2 separate regions of the Mus musculus genome follow, and region 2 is linked to region 1. The links are chromatin contacts, called in public HiChIP or PLAC-seq maps. All regions are on one chromosome and are shown on one strand. Each heading gives the region's core, a stretch centred on a gene start, on an enhancer-like site or on the middle of the called end of the contact. The rest is flanking DNA. Distances are from core to core; before and after follow the strand shown. Region 1 overlaps 2700049A03Rik (RIKEN cDNA 2700049A03 gene). Region 2 has its middle 85 kb from the start of Daam1.

Region 1 (6,649 bases), core at 1,807-4,306:
CCTGCTGGCCCTTGAGCTTTCCTTCATTCAACAAGAACTTCAGGTAAACTTTATAAGAAGGTAAGACATAAGTGAGCAACACTGTAAGGATTAGGCCAGGCTTAATGGCTCACATCTATACCAATACACTCAAAAGTTTATATGGCAGTGGTTCTCAGCCTATGGGTTGTGACCCTCTGTCACCCACCAACCCTTTTAAAACAGGGGTCACCTAAGACCATCGGAAAGCACAGATATTTACATTATGATTGTATAACAGTAGCAAAATTACAATTATGAAGTAACAATAAAAATAGTTTTATAGTTGGGGTCAAAATAACATAAGAAACTGTGTTGAAGGGTCACAGCATTAGGATGGTTGAGAACCACTGCTATATAGTGAGATGCTGGTTTTTAAAAAGAAATTACAGAGTTTATAAACACTACCCATTTCATTATTCTTGGCCACACAATCTGACTGGGGACATTCAGTTTAAATTATTATACTACAGAAAACATCTGAAAATTAAGTGTTTTAAAATATGAAATGCACAGAACACATCAAGAAAAAGAAACCAAAGTTCACAAGGATACTTTTAAAGAAGATGGGGTTTTATGAAGAGGATGGTAAATACGAGTCACTCATACATTCAAAATCTGCATAGCGGCCCGGACTGAGCACCCGCCTCTGACAGGAGCGTCTGAGGCCTCACTAACTGTGGTGAACCTCTGCTCACTTCCTGCTCTTCCTGAGTCTCCCAGAGCGAGCAGAGAAGCTACTGTCTGGTCTCGCTGGCTTAATGGAGCTAACTCTGATAGAGGCTCTTCCACTGAAGAACCGACCATCTGTGTCCATGGAGCGGGAGAGAGGGGGCAGTCCTTCCTGAGGGTCAGGGGCCTCTGTAAACCCAGCACACTCCTGAGAGCCACATACTGGAAGTGTCACAAGGACCACCACCACTGCTGGTGCTGCCATCAGAGACCAGGGTTAAGAGCCCTTGCTGCAGAGGGCCTGCACGGGGTTTCCTGCACCCACACGGTGACCTAACAACCATCAGGAACTCCAGATCTGGCACCCTCTGTGGCCTCTGATGGCACCAGGCACACACATTGCACTTATACACATGTAGACAAAACACTCATACACATAAAATATAAAAATTAATAAATCAAAAAATTAATAATTCTTAGAAAAAGATCTTCTTTACAGAAACACAAAACACCTCTCTACCAAAACTGGGAAAGACTCATGGTACCTCACAGTATTCCTACTAATAGAAACCACTCTATCAGTGTTAGAGCTGACTGTAATTTATTCTCTGACAAGAAGCAGTTTCTCAACTTCCATGTGTTAGATGGGAGTCCTGGGAGAGGGGCTCTTGCTCTACAGCTGAGGAAAGATGACCTATAGCCAAGTCCATGTCATCTGAGAGCCAGTGGCGAGGCTACTAGCATACCTTACCTTATCCTAATGCTCGACATGGTACTGAAGCCAAAGGGTGACAGACACACACGTCTGTTTGATCCATACACTTCTACTTTGAGTGGGTAATACCGACTGCAAAGTGAGTCTACCATGCATAAGTGCCTCCATATCATGGGAGTAACTTGGAACAGGCTTGTTAGCCTTTACATAAGGTCTGAAGACAGCAGGGAATACAAAGCTAGTGACTTTACATTTGGAAATGGAACCCAAGGCCAGGAGAGAGAGCATCTTCCTGAAATGCGTCATAAAGGCATACAGAGATGTCCTGGGATGGACCACTTTTCCATACTTGGCTTCTCCTAAACATATCTTATTTCAGCACTTTAATCTTTTGTTTTAAATAACCACCCACAATCTTGTAGCCTTGCAGTTTTAATTAAAAGTGGCAAGGTATGGGGTGCATATACATATAGCTTAGTAGTATAGGACTTGCTTACCACATATTCCTAATATCACACGATCTCTCTCTCTCTCTCTCTCTCTCTCTCTCTCTCTCTCTCTCTCTCACACACACACACACACACACACACACACACGAGATCCGAGGAGATGGAGAGATGGCTCAGTGGTTAAGATAAGAGCACTTGCTGCTCTTGCAGATGACACAGGTCAGATTCCCGGCACACACGTGGTGGATCACAACTACCCACAACTCTAATTCAGGATCTAATGTCTTCTGGGCATCAAGCAGGCACGTGTGCACACATATAACATAGGCAAGACACACATATGAAAAAAAATTTAAAAACCTAAAAAGCAAGATCTATCGTACAATATTATTAAATGCCTGGTAGTGGTGGCGCACACCTTTAATCCCAGAGCTTGGGAGGCAGAGGCAGGCGGATTTCTGAGTTCGACGCCAGCCTGGTTTACAGAGTGAGTTCCAGGACAGCCAGGGCTACACAGAGAAACCCTGTCTCGAAACAAACAAACAAACAAACAAAAACAAAACAATATTATTAAACAAAACAAACAATCTACAAGACCCTTACCTATCTACCAGGAATATATAGATGAACCCTCTTAAAGTTTTTCATTCATAAAACAAAACGTGAACTTTGAAATGAATGTTCAGAATTTAAAACAAATAAGGAGACAATTAAAGTTAAAAACACTCAGGATAGATTCAATTTTAATACAAATTTGAGTTCACTGAGAATAAAAACTAAGAGTACTATTAGGGTATTTAAAAATACATTAAAAACAAGTTAGTGTTTTTAAACAAGCAATCCTCTAAATTAAGTTGTTATTGGCTCCGTGTCTAAGTAGGTACATCAACTCTTTGAAATAACAGTACTTTCAGAGACACCATCTGGTAGCACAAAAGCATCTATCCAACTGCCAAAAAGTTGCTGGTTAATTCAGGAAATTGATGATGGAGCCATCTACTCTGAATACAGACCACAATTTACTTTAATAATGTACATTCAATTATTAAAACTCATTAAAAAGCAGTTAAGTACGTGAGTGCACTACTCTGAAGTGTTATGACATGGACTGCCTGCCATTTAGGGGCAAGAATGTCTAGAGGGACATTCCACCACTACCGTCTGGTTGAGAACTGAGAGACCATGTTTTAGTAGACAGCTTTATCTGCAGTGAACTTCCTGTTACTTCAAGCGCCTGTGAGACAGCTACTAAAACAAATCCCCCAGACAACGTTCTATAAAAGCATGCCATAATGGTTTTGAAATGAAAAGAACCTTTAAAAAAGTTACGATAGGTTCACCTATGAAAGAAGCCATGCACTCTGTATGATTTCATTTACATAAAGCGCACAATCAAACAAGTCCTACAAGTCAGGACAGAGGTATGTCGGTGTGGGTGGAGGGAAGGATGGCGAGAGATCATGGGCCTGGCCACAAGCTGCTCTCCCCCGCTGGACACTGCCTGTGCACGGGGGGCTCTGCTGGGGCTGCTTCTTTGACCATGTGTACTTCTCTACATACATATATGTTACTCATGCATAAAAAATTAAAATTGGAAAAGTCAACAGGTTAGTTTCAGCAATTAAAAGGGAGTAGATTGAGTTTTAACTGATTCTTGATGATGATGTAACACTTTGTTACTGTCAAACATAAACTCCTTTAAAAACTCTAATATTAGGCATGAACCTCTTCAGAGGCAAAGATTAGTTTTTGTTTTTACTATCCATAGCTATCTACGTTAAAAACAAACTGTAAGTGAAAAAAGACAAAAACTAAATAAAAACAAACTAGCTTTAACTAATCTTGAAAATATCTCTTGAGGTCTCACTACATTCTGTACATCCTCTCAGTTTCCTAGGGAACGGCAGGCACTGTAACTGTACTGGAATATAACTAACTGTTACTCAACGCTCATTCCTGCCATCTCACTTGACAGACCTACACCAGGTCACAGAGTGCAGGGAAGTCTCAGTTGCAAGGTTCTTACATGTGACATTTGGCAGCTACAAAGGCTGAAAGCAAAGAAAGTAACGTTTATAAAGCAAGTTGGAGCTAAAGCTAAGATAATCTCTTTCTATCATCTGCTTGCTGAGACGGGGATGCTTCCTAAACACGAAAATTTCCCCAAAATTATGGCTCACGATTATCACTAAAACCCCACGATATCATCTGTGCCATCTTAAAAGTGGTTTCTGCCACACTAGCCACTCCTAACTAAATTTGAGAATGAAAATTAAGTCTGACAGTGACCAGTTCTCCTCCCTAAGGCTGGACCTGGTGACTTTTAGAAGAGTCATAGAATGAAAAATGAGCGTTCACACACACACACACACACACACACACACACAGGAAGCCACTTAAAAATAAGAACAACGACATCCCATGCCCTAAAACAGGAGCTTGAAAGATGTGCCACTGTCGTAAGTTTCAGGCATGGGGAAGGAGGATGGACTTCTGCTCACTGCATGGACACCAGTGGGAATAGAGCCACCCAGGTTCTATGTCACCACTACTCTGATAACAGCTCCAGGCTGTGGGGCACAGCTGTGAGGCCCTGGCAGCAAGGTCATCACAGCAGCGAGCTTTGCTAGTCCAGCTCTGGAGTGTCAGGATACAGAGAAGCAGCGCTGCAGTGTGAAAACAGTCTGATACAAACCAGATGGAACTTAAGAGATGGGCAACACAAAGGGAAACAACTGGCTCATTCAACAAAGCCAGGTCCCTGCCCCAGAGAATTCACACAAGACAGTAACAGTCGCCCTCAGTTGATACAAACAAGAAGCCATGTGGATATAGTTGAAAGAATTGTTTTTCCTCAGACTAAACAAAGTTTTGATTTCTAAATTCTTATATTCATTAATTGCAGTTTGGTGTAATGTTGGCTTTCCCTTTTCTTCCTTTCTTTTTTTTTCTTTCTTTTTTCTTTTTTGCCAAAAATAAGTACTTCACTTGTAGAATATATGTATTTTGTGACACCACAGAAACACATGGAAACTAATTTTGTGCTGCTTCCTGTAAAGTGTTATGGATACAGCAAGCTAAACCATTTTGGGGAAACTGGCACAGTTAATGATTGATTAAATGACACAATAATTAGAAAATAGTCAACATAGTATTTCTAGGACCGCCTAAGTTCTCATTGGTACGAAAGGCTCCCAACTGCTACCTAAGTTCCTAGACTCTTAGGTGATAAAGTATTATTGCAATTATATTAACAGAAAAAAAAGCATCTATGTCCCTGCCTGTTGATTCTGGGCTGAGAAGCTGACAACAAATGGATTTTAAGAAAACTTTTGATGGTCACAGCCACTTAGACCCTTCTGCTAGCACGACTCCAAATAGCACGAATATGTATACATTCATTATTAGTTTTATTGTGCTATTACATATTTAACAGAGCAAATGGCCCTCCGTCTTCAATTGAAGAGTAATTATGGTCCCGCACAAACATCTTTTAAGAAAGTACTTCTTTATTTTTCTTATAAAAGATGTTTCCTGTGTTTGCCTTTCATCATAAAGAGTTTTTCTCCGAGAAATGTATGTTTTCCATACTGTCCTGTGTACTCGCATCCAGCCTGAACCAGGGTGTCATGGTGTACGTGCTAGTTGAGTCCGGAATGATCACTTCTCTTTTGGATTCAAAATGTGAGAGCTGAGTCTGCCCTGCACCTGCCACTCAGGCTGAGTTCCTTCATCCACTCAGAAGCTGGACATGGCTATGACCCTAGAGACAGACAGATGCTGAGAGCGCTCTGGCCAGCTAGCCTAGCTAAAATAAGGACACCTGAGGTTATTTTCTAGTTTCCAATGGACACATACCACATGCACTCACATCTATAAAACACACATAAAATAAGAGAACTGTTGACAAAATACAATTTATTAAACATTACCTGCCCAAAGATCTGGTTATAGCGTGAAAGGCACCCTTTCTAGTAAGCTTTGCTGGATATAACTAGACAGTGTGCAAGTCCATGAAAAACTGCTGAAGAAAACAATATGTACACACAGCACACACAAATTTAAACATTCTTTACCTAAACCTAACTTAGTATTCCCCGATGAAGAACAAATGAAACAACATATCTGCTTAAGTCACACAGAACACATACCTATGAGCACTTTCTCACCAGCGTCATTGAATCTCTGGGACAGCACAGGTTCAACTCCTCCCTCTTAAAGGAGCAGCTGCTTACATTATAATTAGGGGGAAAGAAGCAGTTCCCTTCATACAGTCAGGCTAACTATAGCTACTACTTCCAAATTTCCTAATACGCCACATCTTAGGCATGTTTTTCTTTAATGACTGTATCAACCTAAGGAAAGCTGTATCATACCACAGGCCAGAAAAGCACAGAGAGGTTAAGCAACTTGTTCAAACTCACCAGCGGAGGATGGTTTTAACCTAGGGAGCCTGACTCCAGACTGCACGCTCTCTATGCTGTATGGCTCTATATACAGCAGAAGCATAAGTCCCCAAAACAAACAAGCCATTCAGCAGTGTTGCTCCAAATTGTGCTTCCTCTTCTGAATCAGAACTGTGAGCACCAGCTAAGCTTCCACAACTCCCAGTCTCTGCCTTGGGTAGTGTCAAGGAAAAGCCTAGAATCTGGGTCTTCATTAATTATAAAAGCTCCTGTCTGTTTCCATTTAGAAGCGCCATCTGCAGACACCGAGCAGCAACACAGAGTGGCTAGCTCTGCGAGGGAGCACACACAGCAGCTGTCAGTCCTTGGTCCTGATGCTCACCTGAGCT
Region 2 (6,955 bases), core at 197-2,696, 520 kb before region 1:
TGAGACACAGTGTCCTGCTCATTCGATCTCTACTGTAGGCTAGCTGGTGGGCAGCTTCTGGGGACTGTCCTGTCTTGCCTCCCATCCTGCTGTAGGACAGTGGGATACTAATGCATCCAGCTTTATGTGGATTCTAGGAATCCAAATTTAGATCCTCACACTTACCCAGCAAACACTTTACCTACTGAGCATGTCCCCAGCTTCAGTGAGTACGTCTCAGCAGTAGAGACCTTTCAGCTCTTGTCACCATGCTGTGTGAGACTTTTGCAGTAACTGGTTTCAGTGAGGTGGTGACAAAGGTTTATGGGAGATGAGGAAACTTTGAACTCTGAGATCTGGTTGTTACTGGGATCTGTCTGGATAATGAAGTCCCTCAAGGTGAAGATAGGAGACAGATAAAGAGGTGCTAAGGACGTCACTAAGGCTGGCACCGAAGAGCAGTCTCAGGGACATCACTGGATGAAGACTTTAGAGGTAAGTCATATCACTATGACTAACTCTGGGCAAGATGCCAACTGCCCCCTAGGTCTTGTTTGCTCTGAGGGAATTCCTTAGAAGGGATTATTTGGTTTAGCTCCTTTCTAGGTATGAAGATGCCCCTCTCCCACCATCTGGTTATAGTAATCTGTTGCAGCCTGAGTTAGTCACACTTCTCCCTCCAGTTCTTGGCAGGCTGTCAACCGCAAATAGGAACACGAAACCAAAATAACAGCTTTACTACTGATGGAGCAGGGCTTGAGGCTGCAGGCTTGGAGCAGAGCTGGAAAGCACCAGCGGTGCCTGAGCCCTTGTGCTCAGAGCTGCGTTGACCAGTCTCATCTTAGCAAAGTAGGTGGGTGTGAGCACTGGCCTTTTCCTACAGGACAAGCCTTTACCCAGAAGGCTGACAGGGAGAGAGGAGACGAGAGAGAGAGAGAGAGAGAGAGAGAGAGAGAGAGAGAGAGAGAGAGAGAGAGAGAGAGGAGGAGGAGGAGGAGGGAGCACATGACACTCATTGTCGACACACTGAGCCCTTCCCAAGACAAACTAGGTCCCATTGCTAGCGTTGATCAACCTCCCTCTTTGGAACCATGAATAAAAAAGCAGGGAAAACAGACAAAGGGTTTCTTCCCAATATCATCTATTTAATGGAAGCATTGCTTTATTCTGGGGCAGGGACTTAGGGAAAAGAAGAAAATATTCCCCCCACCCCATATGACACATAAGCTGACAACCAAAAGGACACAGTTTCTTATATTTCTGCAGTTGCACATATGTGTAAGACGCACGCAGAGTTAATGTGGATTAAAAAGTTATCTCCACGACAACAGGATTCCAAGAGCGTTTCCCCAGGCTTTGCCAAATGTTCCATTTGCAACTTGGATTCAACTCAGAATCATAGGGTTTCTAGGCAACATCACCAGAGACAGGAAACAGCCTCCGAGTCATTACTAAAATAAGTTAAAACAAACAGATTTCTTGTTTCCCTAGCTCTACCCAGTTCAGCTGAGGTGTGGATCTCATTGCGAGTGGCCCACTTCGGCTGGGGTGAACAGCTGCGGCCATCGTGATAAAAGCCAGGCTGAGAGGTCATGAGGAGAACACAAACCTGAGCCCCACAGTCCCAGCGTCCCAGCTCCCGATTCTTTCCCGGGGCACCGTATTAGCTGACATATTGATAGTCCCTCAGTCTGAGACTGTATTTACGTTACTGGACTGCCCTGGAAAGTAGCTAGCCAGATGGGACCCAGGACCTAGAACATTGACAGCTTTGAACGCTAGGGAATCCTGTGTAGACCCTTCAGGGTTGGCGGACTCTGGCAGGCCTTCAAGGTGACATACAGGTTAGCAGGGAAGTTTTATTTCCATTCAGAATTCTTTCTCACTGGGGTTTTTTCTCTAAGTTCACCGTCAGATGCTCCCTCCGTAGGAGTTAGTTGTAGGCTAAAACTGTATGGGAGTTTCTATTTGAATTACTCGTTTAGAAGACTCTTGCATCTGTAGTGTTGAAAGCTTTAGAATCACAGCGTGAATGGCTTCCGTGAGTCACACATTCCGTGGAGTACCTAGCTGATAGCAGGCTTCCCACAAGAAAGGGGCAAAGTGACATGTGTGTCACATGGAGATGAAGTAAGGATATCACGAAACAGGAAAGGGACGCTAGGAATGGCCATCGAAAGGAAGAAAGTGTCATGGGGGAACCATGGACGGTCAACCTGATAGCAATGACCACAGAGGCTGACTAAGGAGGGAGGGGAACTTTAGTGGTCCCCTCTGCCATGCCCCCACTCCTTTGTAATGGTGTTCTGATGCTTCCTGATCCTCAAAATAACACCGAGCCTCCAGGCCTGAGGATGGTAGAGATTCACAGTTCTGTCCTGAAGAGGTGGCCTTCCACCCCAAACTCAAGGGCAGATTTAAGCACTCTCCTAAACATTAAACAATGCTTTCTACACACACACACACACACACACACACACACACACACACACACACACACACACACACGAAACCACAAGAACAAACAACATGGTGACCTCAGTTTAAGTCTTAGCATGGGTTAACACTGCCAGGAACGCCAAGCAGCAGCCATGCTAACCGATGGTACTGATTGGTTTCAGGATCAGCACATGACTAATTCTCATTTGCTAGAGCCCGTGCGCGCTGCCTTCCTGGTACTCTATTCTGACCCTAATGTGGGACCCTAATTCCCACAGCTTTAAGAAAGTACAAAACATTCACAAGTGGATGCAGAGCTGCAGGAAATACTGCTGGGGCAAGTCAGCTAGTCCCTTGCTGTGAATTAGTGGGTAATGCCAGATGACTTCTGGGTGCTGGAGCCAGGGACCCAGATCTTCTCCCTACACTCTTCCGAGAACATTTTTGGGCTTTGCTGGTAGGTGAGAGATTAGTCCGCTGTGCTATGAAATGCAATCCAGAGACAGCTAGCTAGTAAATTGTGAGGCAGGAAAGTAGCTCATGACAATGAAATCATTTAATAAAGCATCCTTCAGCCAGCCCAGCGATAGCACTATGTTCTATCCTCTGAGCACTTCAGCTAATTGCAGCTTTACTGTACGAATCAGACATGGCTTTTTTTTTCTTCCGTGTATCACTGTTAAAGCCCATGTAGCATTTATTCATTTGTAGGCCAGGGTAAAGTTTCAGGAGACTAAACAGACGGCTGCTGAGAGGAAAACAGCGGAGATGAATTTCTGCGTGACTTAAATCTTGGAGTTATTTTATTTTGATTCTCAAATAGGGAAACCATCATGTTATTTAGGCAACTCAGGCAGGAAATCAAATCTCACTCTTCAGTTCCGCTGATGTTTTCTTCAATTGAATTATGTGGCCCTATGCATGGCCACGCCCACATCGGTCCTGCTGTGATGTTTAATTAGCAAAGCACCCTGGGAGAAGTGCTGGGCAGAGATCCAGGGATTTCAGCTGGATTCTGGGGTCCCCAGAGAATGCAGAAGACTGGGGTTCAAACCCAGCGTTTTTGATTACTTTGAATTTTGTTTTTGCCACATTTGACATCAGTTATGTTTAAGAGAGAGAGAGAGAGAGAGAGAGAGAGAGAGAGAGAGAGAGAGAGAGAGAGAGAAAGCTAGAAAAGCAGAAAGAAGCCCTATAATCATCAGCAAAAAACGATGGAAGCTTAACTTACTGAGTATTTCTTGAGGTTTTCTCCACAATTTCCCCCGTCTCTCTGGTTTTGATAGTATCATATGGCCAACAGACATCCACCATCTCAGGGGTCTTTGTGGTGGAGAAAGTGTAAACACCAGATGTTTGTCTTAGACTCCCCAAAGTTCAAGGCCTAAATATGATGTCATGAGCCCAGCAAGAGCGATGAAGTTGAAGGTGAACATAAGCAACAGAGTTTCCTAGACAGTGGAACAGGCCAGATGACCAGGGAACAGCATCTTGCAGTGAAGACATCGGGCACAGTAGCCTTGCATCTTGGTGAATAAGAAGCCAAAGAACCATGATGAACCAAGAAAGAGCGGAGAAAGACTTGTTGTCTCCCCCAGGCAAGCAGAGCCCAGGAGTTGTTACCCAGAAGCAAAGCTCTTTCCAAACAGAAGAGAGTGGAAAGTGAATTTGGGGAGCCTATTCAGATCCGGAGAGGAGGGCACCCTAGGTCTGGGCTGATTTCTGGAGCATGCTCACACTAAGGTCATAATTTACATGCTTAGCTCAAGGTCATGAAGCACATGTTTAAAAGCTTCAAATGGGTTGGTCATGATGGCACAAATCTGCTATCCTAGCACTTGGGTAGTAGAACCAGGGGCATCAGAAGTTTAAGGTCATACTTGACTATGTAGAGAGCTTGAGGCAAGTTGGTCTATGTGAGACCACTTTTCAAAGAAAAGGATGAAGGAAGGAGGGGCTGCAGGGAACAGCATCTAATTCATGTTCGTTAATAGACAGTCAGTCCATGTTCTTTAATGGGAGTCACATCTTGTTCATGTACTTTAAAGAGTGGGAAGCTACTGTGTCCATCTAACTATAGGGAGGAGAAAGAATTAAGTTACTTCAAGAAGAGTCACAGGCTAGTTAAATTAGTGCAGCTCTCAAAACGCTCTTGAAGAAGGGTGCTTCACCAACTTCTTGCTTGTAGCATGCTAGTATATATAGGCAGTCTGAGTAAGTAAGAAAGCTTGGTCCAGAGATGTCAGATTAGATCCTATCTAAGCCCCAATCTCCAGCCCAGTGAGATCTCATGTATTCTCCGTTAATGTTTTATATTCTTATGACTGCCAAAGATATATGCATCGATGCATTGACTTTTGGTATATTTTTCTTTGACCCTAGAAGAATTAAAGTTAGATTACCTTCCATGCCTGGTGAAAAGCTGTGGGTGACTGTAGAGATGCTCAGGGAGCGGATAACCTTCAAGATATAAGATGCATCTTCTCTGTTCCAGCTTGAGAAAGTTCCGTTGATCAGTGTAAGAATCCATATTAACTCAGGATCCCAATATCAAGTTCTCAGTACAAAGAAGATGTATTTGCCCCAGAGGGAGAGAGGGCAGGAAATAGGAGACAATTCCAGGAGATGGAGGATGAGGGAGAGGGGAAAGGAACAGGAGAGAGGGGGTAGGGATATTTGTACAGAAGTTGGGGCACAAAGGACTGCCTCTGGATAGAGGAGACAGATGTGACTCATAGGCAAATGGAGGTTTATAAAGGTACAGGGCACACCCTGTATTAGGATAAGGTGTTTCCTTTCAATTGGGCATGTTAATTAGGTGAGTCAAAAGGGGCTTTTGATTGCTAGACTTCAATACTTTTTTTTTTTTTTTTTTTTTTTTTTGATAGCTGGACCTTGGTAGTCAGCTTCAGAAGGCAAAATTGGCCAAATAATGTAACGGACCTTGGGGGCTGTCTTCAGGAATGTAATCTAATGGTTTTTAGCAAGGCAGAGGGATTGGGGGAGAAAGGCCAGGCCTTCCAGAGCCATGCTTGCCTGTCCAGGGCAGCTAGAGTCTCTGTAATCAGAGAAATAAACGTCCAGAACCAAGAGTGATGGTTCAGAATAGTGAAAACTGATGTAAGATGTAGATGATGAAAATTCAACTGTCTCACCATTTAATGATGGGGGAGGGGCGGGAGAGGCAGAACAGGGCTGGGTGGTCTTTTCCCAAATTACTGGCATTTTCATATTTTCCCACAAATACTGAAAGCCAAATGCATCCCGAGAGAGGAGAGCCTTGCATCTAGAGGGAGCAGTAAAGACAGAACGATGGAAGTGATGGTTTTGGAGAAAAGCAGTTCTGCAGCATTTGGCCTGAGCATCACTAGGTTCAGATAATCACTGAGCCATTCTTCCTGCTGCTGATGAGCATTCTGTGAGCCTGAGATCCCAACTATGGGATTAGGAACTGTCTTATTTTGTTTTTATTATCAGGGAGTATAGTAAAGCAGAGATCTTTACAATCATTAATGTAGTAAAGAGATAATTGTAGATCTCGATTAGAGAAAGGACCAGATGTTAGTAGCAGTTGTAAGGAAGCCTGGCTGGGTATGTGTGTGTGTGAGAGAGAATCTGTCTTGCCAACACTACTCTTGGCAAGAGAGGCTTCAGAGAAGCAAATTGGGGATGTCGAAGCCTTGCTTGCAAGTCAGCATGTAGCATTTTTGTCTAAAATAAGGGAGAGGGCACTGTAGTATAAGAAAATGCTCCTCTTTCATTTCTGTCTTTTATATTACAGAAAGAGACCTATCAAGAATACACAGGTAGAGCTGGTCTTCTATTAAAATGAATCAGCTGTCTGGGGCAACACCAACAAGAGGATTTCGTCCTAACTTGGGCTGCTGAGTAAGGACAAACATTTAGTCATAAACCAGATGGGAGAGTCTCTCCAACTCAGAACAGTGACAAGAAAAATAATTTTACGTCGATTGAATCCAATTTCCTTTGACAAATACTGTCTTGTGGCCACGTTTAGGTTACTTGATCCTTCTTTGGTGATGTGCAGGTTAAGACACGTTAGATGGATGGGACCCCTCGACCTTTCTTTTTCTTTCTTAGGAATCAAACATAGGACCTTATACCCACGCATGCTAGGCAAGTGCTCTACATCAGTCACACCCTCAGCTGCGCCCCCTCATGTTTTATCATTTGTTTGGTGTGTGTGTGTGTGTGTGTGTGTGTGTGTGTGTGTGTGTGTGTGTGTTCGTGCACTTACATAGAGATGTCATGTCATGCATACAGGGGTCAGAGGAGAACTTGCAGGAGTCTTGTCTTGAATCGTATAGTTTCTGAAGCTCAAATTCTCTGCTCACGAGGCTTGGCAGTACACATGTTTACCCCTGAGCCCTCTCAGTGTCCCTGTTCCTCAGCTTGGTAGAGATGTCCATTTCCCCCCAGTGAGGGGACTGATTATGTGAGCTGAAGGGGGAGATGTCTTAGTTTTCTTTTATGGGCTATGTATAGCCTTGAAACTTTTATCCATTTGGAGGGAGCT

The links. HiChIP or PLAC-seq counts read pairs in DNA pulled down with a chosen protein or histone mark.
Region 2: a contact with region 1 is called in an H3K27ac HiChIP or PLAC-seq map of heart atrium, with 5 read pairs. The contact joins two enhancer-like sites. A contact is called at or near these places in 1 of 484 Hi-C or Micro-C datasets (embryonic stem cells) and 1 of 115 datasets of contacts at active chromatin or transcription factors (heart atrium).

Annotation. Positions count from the first base shown.
Region 1 is chr12:71,225,813-71,232,461 of GRCm38.p6, reverse strand. All of the region lies in intron 29 of 2700049A03Rik (RIKEN cDNA 2700049A03 gene), which reads right to left. Among named protein-coding and RNA genes, the nearest start is that of Dact1, 81 kb to the left of the region's middle. Within about 2 kb of position 3,056, at least 15 of the 459 cell types and tissues checked have an H3K27ac peak or open chromatin away from gene starts, as enhancers often do. A contact at or near this core is called in heart atrium, where this site is marked.
Region 2 is chr12:71,742,627-71,749,581 of GRCm38.p6, reverse strand. No RefSeq gene overlaps it. Among named protein-coding and RNA genes, the nearest start is that of Daam1, 85 kb to the left of the region's middle. Within about 2 kb of position 1,446, at least 123 of the 459 cell types and tissues checked have an H3K27ac peak or open chromatin away from gene starts, as enhancers often do. A contact at or near this core is called in heart atrium, where this site is marked.